2 separate regions of the Mus musculus genome follow, and region 1 is linked to region 2. A link is a contact called in public Hi-C data. All regions are on one chromosome and are shown on one strand. Each heading gives the region's core, a stretch centred on a gene start, on an enhancer-like site or on the middle of the called end of the contact. The rest is flanking DNA. Distances are from core to core; before and after follow the strand shown. Region 1 has its middle 17 kb from the start of Hint1. Region 2 holds the start of Tnip1 (TNFAIP3 interacting protein 1).

Evidence for each region. Hi-C and Micro-C count contacts between places; a contact is called where the count stands out from the background.
Region 1: a contact with region 2 is called in a Hi-C map of bone marrow-derived macrophages, with 67 read pairs. The contact joins the enhancer-like site here to the promoter of Tnip1 in region 2. A contact is called at or near these places in 5 of 39 promoter capture datasets (3T3-L1-derived adipocytes, the C10 cell line, the HPC-7 cell line and 2 more), 1 of 15 datasets of contacts at CTCF or cohesin (CD8 T cells), 25 of 484 Hi-C or Micro-C datasets (the C2C12 cell line, CD8 T cells, ECoMG-derived neutrophils and 20 more), 17 of 115 datasets of contacts at active chromatin or transcription factors (the HPC-7 cell line, the SCID.adh cell line, bone marrow-derived dendritic cells and 10 more) and 4 of 9 other capture datasets (adipose tissue, liver, macrophages and 1 more).

Annotation. Positions count from the first base shown.
Region 1 is chr11:54,879,416-54,886,588 of GRCm38.p6, forward strand. No RefSeq gene overlaps it. Among named protein-coding and RNA genes, the nearest start is that of Hint1, 17 kb to the left of the region's middle. RefSeq lists an enhancer at 1-4,742. Within about 2 kb of position 5,731, at least 114 of the 459 cell types and tissues checked have an H3K27ac peak or open chromatin away from gene starts, as enhancers often do. A contact at or near this core is called in ECoMG-derived neutrophils, the HPC-7 cell line, the SCID.adh cell line and 13 more, where this site is marked.
Region 2 is chr11:54,961,493-54,968,037 of GRCm38.p6, forward strand. Tnip1 (TNFAIP3 interacting protein 1) reads right to left here and starts at 1,448. Exons shown (of 19, transcript NM_001199275.2): 1 at 1,341-1,448.

The sequences.
Region 1 (7,173 bases), core at 4,481-6,980, 78 kb before region 2:
TTGGTATTATGCTATAGACATCTATTTCACTGTAGTCAGACGATCTGTTTGGCCCAGGTTCTCATTTGAGGCTTGGTTTGTTTTCAGTGCTGAGTTATGTGTCTGCTAGATCATCACAGGAATATTTCATGATGATTTGAACTTTCTCCACAAGGAGGCAGCAAGCAACCATGCTAAGATTTCTTAAACTTTAAGGAAGCCCATGCGCGTACACAGCTTACCCTGACCCTGTGGGCAGGCATTAATAGTAACATCCTCACTGGGAGTGTTGGCTTCAGGCTTTTAATCCCAGCATTAAGGAGGCAGAAGAGGGCAGATCTCTGTGTGTTTGAGGCCAGCCTGGTCTGCACAGTGAGTTCCTGGCCCCTGGAACCCCACAGTCGAATGATGTCTCATTTTTAAAACATTAATATTATCTCCTTTATATGGATAAGAAAACTGGAGATGGCAGAGTAAGTGTAGGGTATGGACTCCAGGATGCAATGTTGCCTTCTATCTGCATTTAATTCACTCCTAGGCACAGTACCGGGGACACTTTGGAGCATACAGGAATAAATAAGAAGATTCCCGTCCCTCGGCAGTCCTTATCAGGTGTGAGGACGAATTCATCCACAAATAGACCAGTGGTCACACAGCAGAATAAACAAGGGCCCAAGAAGGCAGGAAACTCACTCTGCCTTCAAGCTGCTGGTGATGCTGTGCACGGCGTTATCAAAGAGGGAAGATAAGAGCTAAGGGGTGCGTGACCGGTGACAGACACTGCTGAGACATAGAAGTGTCACGCTCTGTTTTACAGGGAAGAAAGCTGCTAGTCAGTATGGTTAAGAAATTGTACCAAAGCTAGCAAGTGGTTGAAATGCTTGCTGCTCTTCTAGAGGTCCTCAGTTCAGTTCTCAGCATCCGTGTCCAATGGCTCACAGCCTCCTATCACCCCAGCTCCAAGGGATTCAATACCCTCTTAGGCAGGCACCCAAAGGCATCATAAAAGACAGACAGACAGACACACAGACAGACACACACACACACACACACACAAGAATAAAAATTAAAACCTTAAAAGAGAGAAACTTGTATTGGCAGGCTTAAAGCCCCAGCTACCAAGAAGGCTGGGGCAGGAGCACAAGTTCAAAGCCCGCTTGGGCAAAAATGATGAAGATATCGTTGAGTGATAGAGGGATTGTCTAGCATGTATGAGGCTTGGAGGAACAAACGATGATAGGGAGGAAGGGAGTGAGGGAAGGAAGGAAGGAAAAAAGGAGACAAAAAGGGAGGGGTGATGACTAGGTTGTTGTGGCAAAATATTAGAATCTTTTTTTTTTCTTGAGATAGGATCTCATGTAGCCAAGGCTGGTTTGAACTTATTATATAGATGACCTGTGACTTCTACTCCTCCTGCCTCCACTTTCCAAGTACTAGAACTGCAGGTGTTGTGGTACCTCACTTGGCTCATGTCTTGTTGGGCAAGGCATGACAACTTTGGCAAACATGGACAAAGACAACTTTAAACACTCTGAGCAAGCATGGAGCTGACTGAGCGATATACCATTCAGAACTCACATCTTAATATGGATTTCCCAGGCCCACAAAAGATTGTGGCTGTGGACACAGAGCAAGGACAGACTTCGGGGGTCAGTGTGCCTAGGCAGGGGAGGAGTCTGAGGAAACAGTACTCCCAGGTCTGGTGGCACAGGCTGAGCACAGCAGGAAAACCAGGCAAACAAGAGCATTCCTCTGTATTTTGTTTGCAACTGAAGTAAATGACATCATGGGTGCTGTAAAAGATTAATCTGGTGCACTGTGTCATGGAACAGAGGCACCAGTTAGGGGGTTGTTAAAATAATCCTAGCCAAAGATAACTACAAAAGCAACGGAAGCCAAAGGGCATTGCTAGGACAAGCTTCCCCAGGGTCCCGAATCTCATTAGCTGTCAGGGAAGACAGAAGAGATGCCTGTGACTAAGGTCTCCCTGATAGGCAGCCAAGAGGATGTGAGTTAGACTCACTCACAGTGGCAGGACAGACACAGGCAGCTGGTAGTTTAGGCATGGTACCTGAACCACAAGATAAATGACCCAGGGAACTAGCCAGGTAAAACTTTTACTGAAGACTCATCAGGGGGGCTGAAGAAATGGCTCCCTGGTTAAGAGCACTGAGTGCTCGAGTTTCAAAGATCCTGAGTTCAAATCCCAGCAACCACATGGTGGCTCACAACCATCTGTAATGAGATCTGACGCCCTCTTCTGGTGTGTTGAAGAGAGCTACAGTGTAGTAATAAATAAATCTCTTTTTTTTCCATTTTTTATTAGGTATTTAGCTCATTTACATTCCCAATGCTATACCAAAAGTCCCCCATACCCACCCACCCCCAGTAATAAATAAATCTTAAAAAAAAAAAAAAACCTCATCAGGAAGCTGGGCGTGGTGGTACAGGCCTTTGATTTCTGAGTTCTAGGACAGCTTGGTTTAACAGAGCAAGCTCTAGAACAGCCAGGCTACACAGAGAAACCCTGTCTCAAAAAAAAAAAAAAAAAAAAAAAAAATCAGATTCAGCCAGGAGAGCCAGGCATATATCTGCTCTACCAGCTCCTGAGACACAGAGGCAGGACGTTAAAGAATTAAAGATCATCCTTAGCAGCACTATGAGTTCAAGGCTAGCCTGGGCTATAAGAGATGCTATTCCATATTGGTGGTGCACACCTTTAATCCCAGCACTCAGGAGGTAGAAGCAGGTAGACTTCTATGCGTTCAGCTTGGTCTACTGAGTTCCACGTTAGCCAGGGCTATAATGGTGAGACCCTGCCTCAAAAGAAAACCATAACCAGACAGGTTCAGCAAGGGGAACCAGGCATGGTGGTACAAGCTTGTAACCTCAGCGCTTGGAAGGCAGAGGCAGGAGGATGACAGGCCCACAGCCACCCCGTGCTTTAGCATTCTCCTTTCAAAACGGAACAAACAAAAACAAATGAAACCAAAACAACACAAATAAAGAAAAGATAAATAAGGTTATGTGCAGGCCTCTGTGAACTGCTATCCTGCCACTGGGTTTCTATCTTCAAGATACAAAATCAGTGGGCAGGGAAGATGGGTCAGGCCAAGCCTGAGGACCTGAGTTTAGTATGTGGCACCCTTGGTGGAAGGAAGAACTGAGTTTCACAAGTGGTCCTCAGATCTCAGATGTGGCAAATGTACACGTATACACACACACACACACACACACACACACACACACACACACACACACAGAGATAGGTTTTTTTTTGTTGTTGTTTTTTTTTTAAAGATGAGGTTTGATAGAATGTAGAAAGAATGGAAAAGACAGAGGCCTATTCCAAGTGTAAATGCATCGAGAAGTCTCTGGAATGTGGGGGGTGGGGTGGGGGAACCACAACACTCCTGCAGAGACACTGGCCAGCCAGCAGGATGAGTGCTTCGAAAGGCTGGCTTTCAGCACCTTTCAATTATGGCGCAATGCCTGTGTCCTTGGGAGGTCATGTCTCACCACGGAATTAGAGACGCTGTTTGTGCTGTTCTTTTCCCAAGTGGTAAATATCCTGATTTTCCGTCTAATTCTCGGGTTTAGACATGCCCTCCCTTTCCCAGAAATTCACTCCCCAGAGTTTTCCCCTGTGGTTTCCCACGTCCTCCCATTTCACCCTTCCAGTTCCAGCAATCTGCCATCCCTGTTCAAAACAATTCTTAGCCCAGCTCCCCTCTTTTTCTTCTTACTATGCAGCCCAGGCTGTGCTTGAATTTACTATTACAATGCCTCTGCCTCCTGAGCCTCAGGTTACAGGCCTGAGCCACCAAGTCTGCCTTCCAATCACTGTTTAAAAACCAATAAATCATTTTTGTCGTTATTGTTTGGTTTTGTGTTTGATTTTTCGAGACAGGGTTTCTCTGTGTAGCCCTGGCTGTCCTGGAACTGGATATTTAGAACCAGGCTGGCCTTGAACTCAGAGATCCTCCTGCCTCTGTCTCCCTAGAGCAGGTGAGTACCACTATCCATTTTTATCAGGTTCTGAGGATCAAACCCAGGGTCTTATGCATGCACTGTACCAACCGAGTCACATCCCCAGTGGCAATCCCAGTACAAACACAGACAGCTATCCTGGAGTCTCTGGTCTTTGATATTAAAGACCATGTGTCAGGTGAAACTTTGATCAAACAAATCCACTTCATGCTTTTTTGGTTTTGTTTTGTCAGCCTGCCTTTCTCTATAGCAGTGTCAACCATGTGCCTTTAAAGTTGGTAGGTTCCTTGGGAGCACTTTTACGCGGTTTCTCAAAGGATATCCAGCATGGATCTGCCAAATCTCAACTGTTCAGCAGAGGTACCGGGTTTCATGTCAATCCCGGCATCTCAGGGAATCCTCCAGGCACAGGAGCACAAGCGTGTAACGGAGAAGCTTGGTGTGGTGGCCTTGAGGTCACACAAAGCCATAAGGTAAGGACAAAAAGGACACACTACGTGGCAACGCACTCATCTCCTAAGTGATTCTGTCCTGAGTGATTGGCTATGGGGAGAAGTAAGTGATCGGCTGAACCAGACAGGACTCAGGTCCTGTGCTCTGTGTGTGTGTGTGTGTGTGTGTGGTGTTATACATTTGCGCCGAGCTGTGTGAAAGTCAGAAGACAACCTCAAGTGCTACTTTCCAAGTGTAGTTCACCTTCTTTTTCTTTTAAACAATTTTATATATATGTATTTTTTTTTTTTGGAGGGGAGTGCCCTGATCCATGTACACGAGACCATAATGCAGGTCAGAAGACTATGTCCACAAGTCAGTTCTCTCCTTTCGACATACAGGTTGGGAATCAAGCTCTCCTCAGATCTGTGGCAACGAGTGCCTTTACCCACTGAGCTGTCTTGCCAGCCCTCCCTTGTTTTGAAGCAAGGCCTAGATGAACTCTTCAAGATGGCTGGGCTGATGGTCAGTGAGCCCCAGGGATCTGCCTGTCTCTGCCTCTTCAGTGTTGGGACTGCAGATGTGGGCCACACACCCGTCTTTTTTTTTTTTTTTTTTTTTCATTTTGTGTGCATGCAAGTGCCTGGTGCCTACCAAACACAGAAGAGGGCATTGAGGATCCCCTGGAGCTGGAGTTAGAGACAGTTTGAGTTGCCCTGTGTGTACTGGGAACTGAACCTAGATTCTCTGCAAAAACAGGAACAGGAAGTGTTCTTAACTGCTGAGACATCTCTACAACCCCCACCCCCAGCTTTTAGAGAGAGAGAGAGAGTGAGAGAGAGAGAACGAGAGCACTCTAGGGATTGAACTCTGGTCTTCAAGCTTGCAAGACAAGCACTTTTCAGGCGCTAGCTCTTCCTGCCTCCCTCCAAGTGCTTTTGAAATCTCTCTTCTCATTTGATGTCACTATAGTGCTCTAATCATGGGGCTATTTGACCAAATAAAGAGGTAAGTCAACGTAATAGCCTTCAAGGGGCCACCTCTGACTCTTGAGGGCCTCCAGGGTTTGGGAAGCCCTAAGCAAGGCTGCAAGAGGAGCGGACGGAGGGCACTCTCCCCAAAGCCCTTTCAAGCCAGGTCTTTGAGCACCATAGGCTCCCAGCAGCCAGCCCTCCCAGTTTGTAAATTCTTGACCAGGAACCTCCTGTTCTCTCAAATTGCTCAAGTGGTGGAGGGGCCAATTTCCTGCGGTTTAATAAACAGGCTGTTTATAGCCAGGAGCAGTCACGGGGCAGCAACCAGCAGGGACAGGCCAGGAGGTCATGCTGCTCCTGGAGTCAGGCTCTTCATAAACACCCGCCCCTTCTCCAGTGAGCCTCCTGGGAGGGGACAGCTCTGAACACACGGCCCTTGCTGGGCAGAGCACCAAGAACCACACGTTTTCCTTCTTTTTACAATGTCTGCCTCTCTCCCTCTCCACTCTCCTGCCCATCCCCCTCCCTGCACCCCCTATCTTCTCTAGTGGACAAGGATGCCTTTCCAGAGGACCTGCACCTGGTACCTCTGAGTGGGCAATTGATCTTTCTGAGCTTCAGTTTTCTTGGTTCTCCTATTATCCTTCACCCTAACCTTCCCTCTAAGGAGAAATCCTTTCCCTTCCCTGCCTGTCTTCTCCAAACTTGTCCCCATTGCCACTGCTGGCCATGTTAAGCTGATTGCCCTTTTACTGCCTTGGGGGATGGACCAAAAAGCCAGGCTTCAAGCTCAAGACAACTGATTCTGATGGGGTCAGGCTGGCCTTGGCACGTTCCCACAAGGCCATGCCCTAGGGCTCTCTGCTTTTTAATAAACTGATCCTATCATCTGGAGGGTAGGTTGGGGTGGAGGAACAGTGTAGAACAGGAGGGCATAGATACTTTGCTTGTTGGCTTCTTCTGGACTTCTGTCTGGCTCTTCCATTGCCTTAACGGTAAGAAACTACCATGTGAATGGCAGGCAAGTCCCCTCCGTTGTCTGGACTACAAATGCAGGGCACAAAGTGAGCTCTCCAAGATGGAAGCCTGTTCTTCTTCTGTTATGATATAGTAGCTGAGGACTCCATCTTAGAGGGCTGAGGCCAGCCCTGTGAGCAACCTGAGGCTGATAAGACAATACAAAACACCGGCCTAGGATGTTGTCCCATGCCAGCAGAACTGAAGGTCCCCAGGAGCAGATGTAGCCTTTAAAAAGTTGCAGTCTTAAATCCATCCAAGGAGATTGTGGTTAGTTGCAGCTTTAATAAAATTTGGCTAATTAAAACTTGATAAGAGTTCAGGTGGTCTCTCCCGGTGGTCTCAAAGTCTGCAACAATGAAGAAGCACTCTAACCAAAAGCAAATTAAAGAAAGAAATGGTTTGTTTGTCTGATACTTCAGTTGATGATCCAACAATGAGTGATGTCAGGGTAAGAACTCAAGCAGGAACTTGAAGCAGAAATCAAGGAGGAAGGCTGCTTGATGCTTCACCCTGAGGGTCTAACTAACTTTCTTATACAACCCAGGCCCTCCTGCCTAAGGGTGGTGCTGCCCACAGTGAGCTGGGCTCTCCTGCATCAAAGATTAAGACAATCCTCCACAGGTATGGCCACAGGCCAATTTGATCTAGAAAATTCTTCAACTGAGGCTCCTTCTCAGATCAGTTATCTCAGTCTGTGTCAACTTGATGGACAGTTAAAGCTAACTAGGACAGATCCCATCTCCATTACCGAGAAGCCAGGTTTACTGAACCTCTCTAT
Region 2 (6,545 bases), core at 198-2,697:
TCACTGAGAGCTGTCTGAGGAGGTGGCCTCTGGCCACGGCTGCTGGCTTCCTCGCCAGCCTTGTCCTCCTCTTTCTCCTCCCCGGCTCTTTCTCCTGTGTCCCTAACCTGCCTGTTATTCTCTGGTTTCTAGGACAATGACACCAGGGAAATTCCCAGCTCCTCATACACTGGCCCTGCCAGGCCCCTCCCACGGTCTCGAGGAGTCCTGGGTCTTTCCTTCTCTGGCTTCTCTCCCTCTGGCCCGCCTGACTCCAAATCAGAGTATCAAGCTGGCTCCAAACTGGGATCCTAGCTTGCTCCTCATCATCTTCCTGGAAGTGGGAAGAGATTAGTCCCTAAGGGAGGCAGACCCATAGGACCAGAACATTGCCCAATCCTGGGAAGCCCTACCAGGCCCCAATAGCATTTCTCTCTCAATCTACCCCATACCTTCTCATGTCTTCTAGAATCTCGCCACATTCCTCCCTCATTCTGCAGTCCAGAGGTCACTGTCAAAAGTCAGACCCAGCCTCTGGCCCTTACCTCCCCCAGCCAGGGACTTCCCTAGGCTGGCCCTCTGACCAGCTTCGGAAAAACTGGACTGCTTATTATCAAAAAAAGAAGTCCCCACCATCTGCCAGCCCTTGGCCCCACTCCCAGGGCCTCAAGTTCTCGGTGAAAGGTTCACCCTCAGAAGGAGCCAGTGGGCCTCAGAGCAAAGAAGTCTGGAGACAGGGGAGGGGTTCCTTCATTCCAGTGCTGAGGAGGGGCTCAACAGCTATTGTGTCCCCCAGGGAGCAAGATGGGTTTCCACCAACCTTCCTTGTTTGGGTTTAGACTTCCAAACTGCCCAGCTCATCCCACACCATCCCCCTCAAAATTCACATTCACACAGAGACAGACACCCAGACCATCCACAAACATAAACACTCCCATGGACCGATATATGTACCTGCTCCTGGGAGCCTGACACAAATGCAAACATGTCCTCTCACACACAAGAAAATATGGGAACAAGAAAGAGAAAAGTCCCCTTCACCCCTCAGAGAGAGGGATAGTACAGAAAAAGAGAAAGTCTCTCTTTCCTTCCCTTTGGAAAAGTTGCAGACATTCGGAGAGAAGATTGGTCAGAACAAGTACGAGGGAGAGAGACAGAGGTCAGAGGGCAAAGGAGGCTCAGGGAAGAACAGAGACACAGAATTCAAGGCCCTAGGTGGGCCCACCAAGCTAGGCTGGGGAGCAAAAGACCCCAGCTGGCAGAGAAGAGGAGGCCAAGCAGTTACTGACACACAGCTGGGAAGGTCTGGTGGCCTTGACATTACCGTGTGACGCTCCTGGAATCTGCCTTGTCACACCTACCTTCAGCCCAGGTCACTCATCCGAGAATGCACGAGGTGATCTGAAGATGTGCCCAGTGAGTGCGGCCATGCCTCCCTGTGTCCCTGTGAAGGTTGCTGGGCTTTCTGAGCTTCTGCAGGAAGGAGGGCTGGGCGGAGCTGACTCTGAGGCAGGAGGGGAATTCCCCCATGATGGAGAAGCCAGCCACCAGGCAGCCCCACAAGGCCGAGCTGAGGCCCCATCCCGCCTCTGGCAGAGCAGAGGGCCCTTTGCCAGCCTCCACCTGTTGCTCCCCAGGCTGCCTGTCACTTGTGGTAGATTCCAGGAAGGGGAGGGGGCTCTGGAGAAGAGCTGAGAGCCTGCTGGCTCCTGAGCTGGGCTGGGAATCAAGCAAAGGCAGGTACAAGGACACAGGCCACCTGGGCTGCCCTGCTGGGATGGCCTGGAGATATATGTTTCCTCTTTTGTTCAAAGTGGGGGATTCCAGTGTGCGTGGCCTTGGGGAAATCTCCAGGCATCCTGCTCACGTCCTCCTGTCTTGTTCCTGCCTCATCTGCTCCCAAGCATCCTCTCCAGAGGAGGAAAAGTTTCTCATTCTTCCCCAGATGCTGAGTCTTGCTGAGTCTCACTTGGATGTCCAGCCACACTTGGAAACCCTTGGCCCGTTCTGAACCTGCCAGCTGCAGTCTGAGCATGCCACTTCCTCCTGAGCTTTGTGTGATGGTTATTCTCTATGATCAACTTCACTGGATTTAGAAGTCTCGAGGAGATACACCTGGGGTGTGCCTGTAAGGCCTTTTCCAGAGAGGTTTTCCAAAAGAGGGAAGACCCACCTTGAATGTGGACAGCACTGTCCGGGGAGGCTGGGGTTCCAGACTGAATGAAAAGTGGGGATCAGGAGAGGGTTGTTCAAGCACTGTTTTCTGCTTTCTCTGCTCTTCCTGATCCACTAGATGTGAGCGAGCCCCCGGATGCACTTGCCACCACAGCTTAGAGCCACTCCCACACTGCCAGGCCTTCCTACCAGAGTGGACTGTATCACCTCAAACTGGGAGCCAACATAAACCCCTCCTCTAAGATGCTGCTTGTCAGTCTTTTGTCACAACAAATGACTGCTCACACATGCACGTGTCACTGACCCCCATCTCACTCACTGTCACACCCACTGCAAAGTGGGAAACTGAGTCTTGCTCTGTCTGCTTTCTGCAACTGTACCAGAAGCCAAAAGATGCTTTGTCGACACCCCTTGTAAACCACTGACTACATATATAAAGTTACCCACTGCCATTCACTACCTGCCACAAAAATGTCTGAGGAGATAGGAAGAGGCCACCTGGGTGAGAGAGGCTTTCTTGATTATCCCTAGTTCAGGACTGTCCTATCCAACTGAGTGACCATTATCCACATATGGTGGATCAAATGTAAATTAACTAAACCTAAATAAAAGCAATAATTGAGGAAATGAGGAAATAGCTCAGTGGGTAAAGTGCTCACTGATTTTGAGCCCCAGCACCCAAATTTAAAAGTCTGGTGTAGATACACACAGGCCAGTGCTGGGGAGGCAGAGACAGGATATCTGGGATCTGTGGGTCAGCCAGTCTAGCTAAACTGATGAGCCGGAGGCAGTGAGAGAACCTGTCATAAAAAACAAGATGGTTGTCACCTAAGGAGTAACACCTGAGGTTCACTGCTGGGCTTCACGTATATGTACACACATATGCACATGTCCTACACACTCACACTCACACACACATACACACACACACACACACACACACACACACACACACACACACTCAGTTCCTTAATAGCATTAGGCACCTTTCATTGTGATGTATAGCCAGGATGACAGCTGTTCCTACATGTGACTTGAGGTTACAGGTGTGTACTACTATGCATGTGGCTTTGAGCCCTTGAAGAGTGGTCAGTGCCATGAGGAAGATGGTATGGTGTAGAAAAGAGTGCTAGACTGGGAGTCAGGAAACCCCTAACTAAATTCACTTAGAAGTCATTTCTCCTGTCTGGTCTTCAGTTTCTGAATACCACATGGGCCTACAAGTCTGTCCATTCCCTGCACCATTGCAGAGGGTGTTGTTGGATGGCACTGTTCTGGAGGCTGTGGCATATGATCAGATAGTTACAGCAAACACTGGAAAAGATGTGTTTTGTCAGGAAAAATATTGCAGGGAGCTGTAGGTACCAGGGCAGATGTCTAGTTGGGATTTGGGAGCCTGGGCAGCCTTCCTGCAGGAAGTGACTTCTCAGCTGAGACCTGAAAAAAATCAAGGAAGAACACAAAAAAGGATGTTCACCACAAAGGGAATAGACTCTGTACTGAGAAGTGTCTGCACAAAATACTGGCAACCACTCGTCCCAAGTGTGACATGGAGTTTGAAGAAGGGAGAACTAAAGATATAGGCACACATCTTGCACACAGCCCATGGCGAAGGCCGGGCACACGGAAGGGGAGCTGGGGCAGAGTTTGCTGAATTCTTTTCTCAGTGGCTTCTGTGCGCTTGAGGTCGGGATTGCCCAGGGAAGGATGGGAGAGCCTCTGACTATTGCATCACTTCACTTCCATTGCAGCAGGAAGTGAAGGCCAGACAGAGGAAGTGACTTCTCCCTGAGTAACTTGGGGCCTTCCAGACTCTTAGTCCAGTGCTCAATCCCACATCATACTCTCTTCCTCAAGGCACTGGGCACTGTCAAGAACAGGGCTGGGTGGTGCGAATCTGTAAACCCAGCATGGGGGAGGCTGAGGCAGAAGTGAGTTTGAGGTCAGTCTGGCTACATAGTGAGATCCTATCTCAAAAAATAAACAAGGGAGCTGGAGAGATAGCTCAGCAGTTAAGAGTACAGCCTGCTCTTCCAGAGGTCCTGAGTTCAAATTCCAGCAACCACATGGTGGCTCACAACCATCTGTAATGAGATCTGATGCCCTCTTCTGGTGTGTCTGAAGACAACTACAGTGTACTTATTTATAATAATAAATAAATCTTTAAAAAATAAATAAACAAAGGGACGAGAGAAGGCTCAGCAGTTAGAGCATCCATTGCTGTTGTAGAAGACAAGAGCTTAGTTCCCATCTTCCTTGTTGGTGGAAGCTTACAATTGTGTGTAACTCCAGCCCTGTGCAGATTCGACAGCCCTGGCCTCCAAAGACATGTGTGAACATGTATGAATGCAAACACACATGCACACGCGCACACACATTTAAAAATAAAGTAAAATCTTTTTTAAAAAATCAAACAGGGGGCTGGTGAGATGGCTCAGTGGGTAAGAGCACTCGACTGCTCTTCCGAAGGTCCGGAGTTCAAATCCCAGCAACCACATGGTGGCTCACAACCATCTGTAACGAGAGCTGACGCCCTCTTCTGGAGCGTCTGAAGACAGCTACAGTGTACTTACATATAATGAATAAATAAATCTTTAAAACAAACAAACAAACAAAGAGCAACAACAACAACAACAAAAATCCCCTCAAAACAGCAACAAGAAGGTTCACATAGAAGCAGCTACTATAATAGGCTGTCCAGATAATTTTAACATCCCAAGAAGTCCGGCCAGAGAACAGTAGATTTCCCTGGGCATAGAACTTCTCATCAACAGGGAATAAAAACATGTGTCACCTGGCCTCAGTGTTCTGGTAAGACACGGCCACATAATGAGGAACCTGAGCCTGCCTATCAAGTGTCTATCCAGGAAAGGACTGGGAAGTTCAAGGAGCTGAACCAGCCTGGGCTCTTGGCTTGCACTGTGGGGGAGATTAGTATAGTCCCTCAGTGCTGACATGCCGGTCAGCTCCCCAATCTCTACCCACACCGCTTCCCTCTTTCCAGCCTGAATTGCCCCGCCCCTTTCAGGCTGTGCTTGGGTTGAGGATCAGAAGAGCTGAGTTTGAATCCTGGCTTTGACATGTGGCCCTAGGCAAGTCCCTTCCCCTCTTGGGTCCTCAGCTTTTCTTTTCTATAACGTGTAGGAATCAGGCTGGATACCCACAAATGGAGGGGCATTCTACTCAGACACCCAAGGACATCTGAAAATGTAAAGAAATTGAAAAAGCAAGATGGAGACACTATCACTAGTGGCTCCTTCCCCCACTCAATAGAGTCTCACCTAGTCCAGGCTGACCTTCAACTCCCTATGTGCCAAGGATAGCCTTGGCTCCTGATCTTCTTAGTCCACCTCCTAAGAGCTAGGATTACAGGCAAGTGCCACCATATCCAGATTTAGACTTTTTTGTTTTTTGTTTTTTTGAGACAGGGTTTCTCTGTGTAGCCCTGGCTGTCCTAAAACTCACTCTGTAGACCAGGCTGGTCTTGAACTCAGAGATTCACCTGCCTCTGCCTCCCGAGTGCTGAGATTAAAAGCATGCGCCACCACGTCTGGCTTTTAGACTCTTTTAAATGAATTATTTCATGTGCCTCTGTGAAAAAGAATTCATTATGGTCCATTTCTAGTATGAGGTGTATTGAAAGCTTATTAGTGAATCACAAATTGCTAACAGTCCTTGGCCCCTGTCTTCCCTAACTGGGTAGACACTCTCGGTTCATCCTAGGTTGGAAAAGTTACAAGCAGGGGCCTCTGCTACAGGACCCTGGCCACATATCAGAAAAGGAGGGACTCTGGAAATCCAGGGTATACATGAGATAACGTTTTATGTCCTGAACATGTAGGATAGGGGATTTAGAGGGGGGGTGACACTAGATACAGGGGAGATCATACTTCCTTGAAGACCTCTGCCAGTGAGGAATTCAGGGGGCAGAGAAATGCAATCAGGAATATAAAAACCTCTATTTGGCACCATGTTGTCATACTAGACAGCTTCCCCCCACCGGCTTCTTCAGGCTGGCTCCAGACTTTGCAAATTAAAACTAAACAAACACAAACAAAAAGCTGCCTCAGTGTCACTACTCTGAGGTTTTCTCTCTCTTCTAAGATTTATTTATTTTATGTATATGTGTGTGAGTGCTCTATCTGCATGTATGCCAGCATGCCAGAAGAGGGCATCAGATCTCATTACAGATGGTTGTGAGCCACCATGTGGTTGCTGGGAATTGAACTCAGGACCTCTGGAAGAGCAGATGGCGCTCTTAACCCCTGAGCCACCTCTCCAGCCCAAGGATTCTTGTTATGAAGTGATGAGCCTTGTTTCTTAAACACCTCCTAAGAACTCTAGTAAGAACCCTTCTGAGGCTTCTAGAGGGTCAAAGACACCCACGAATA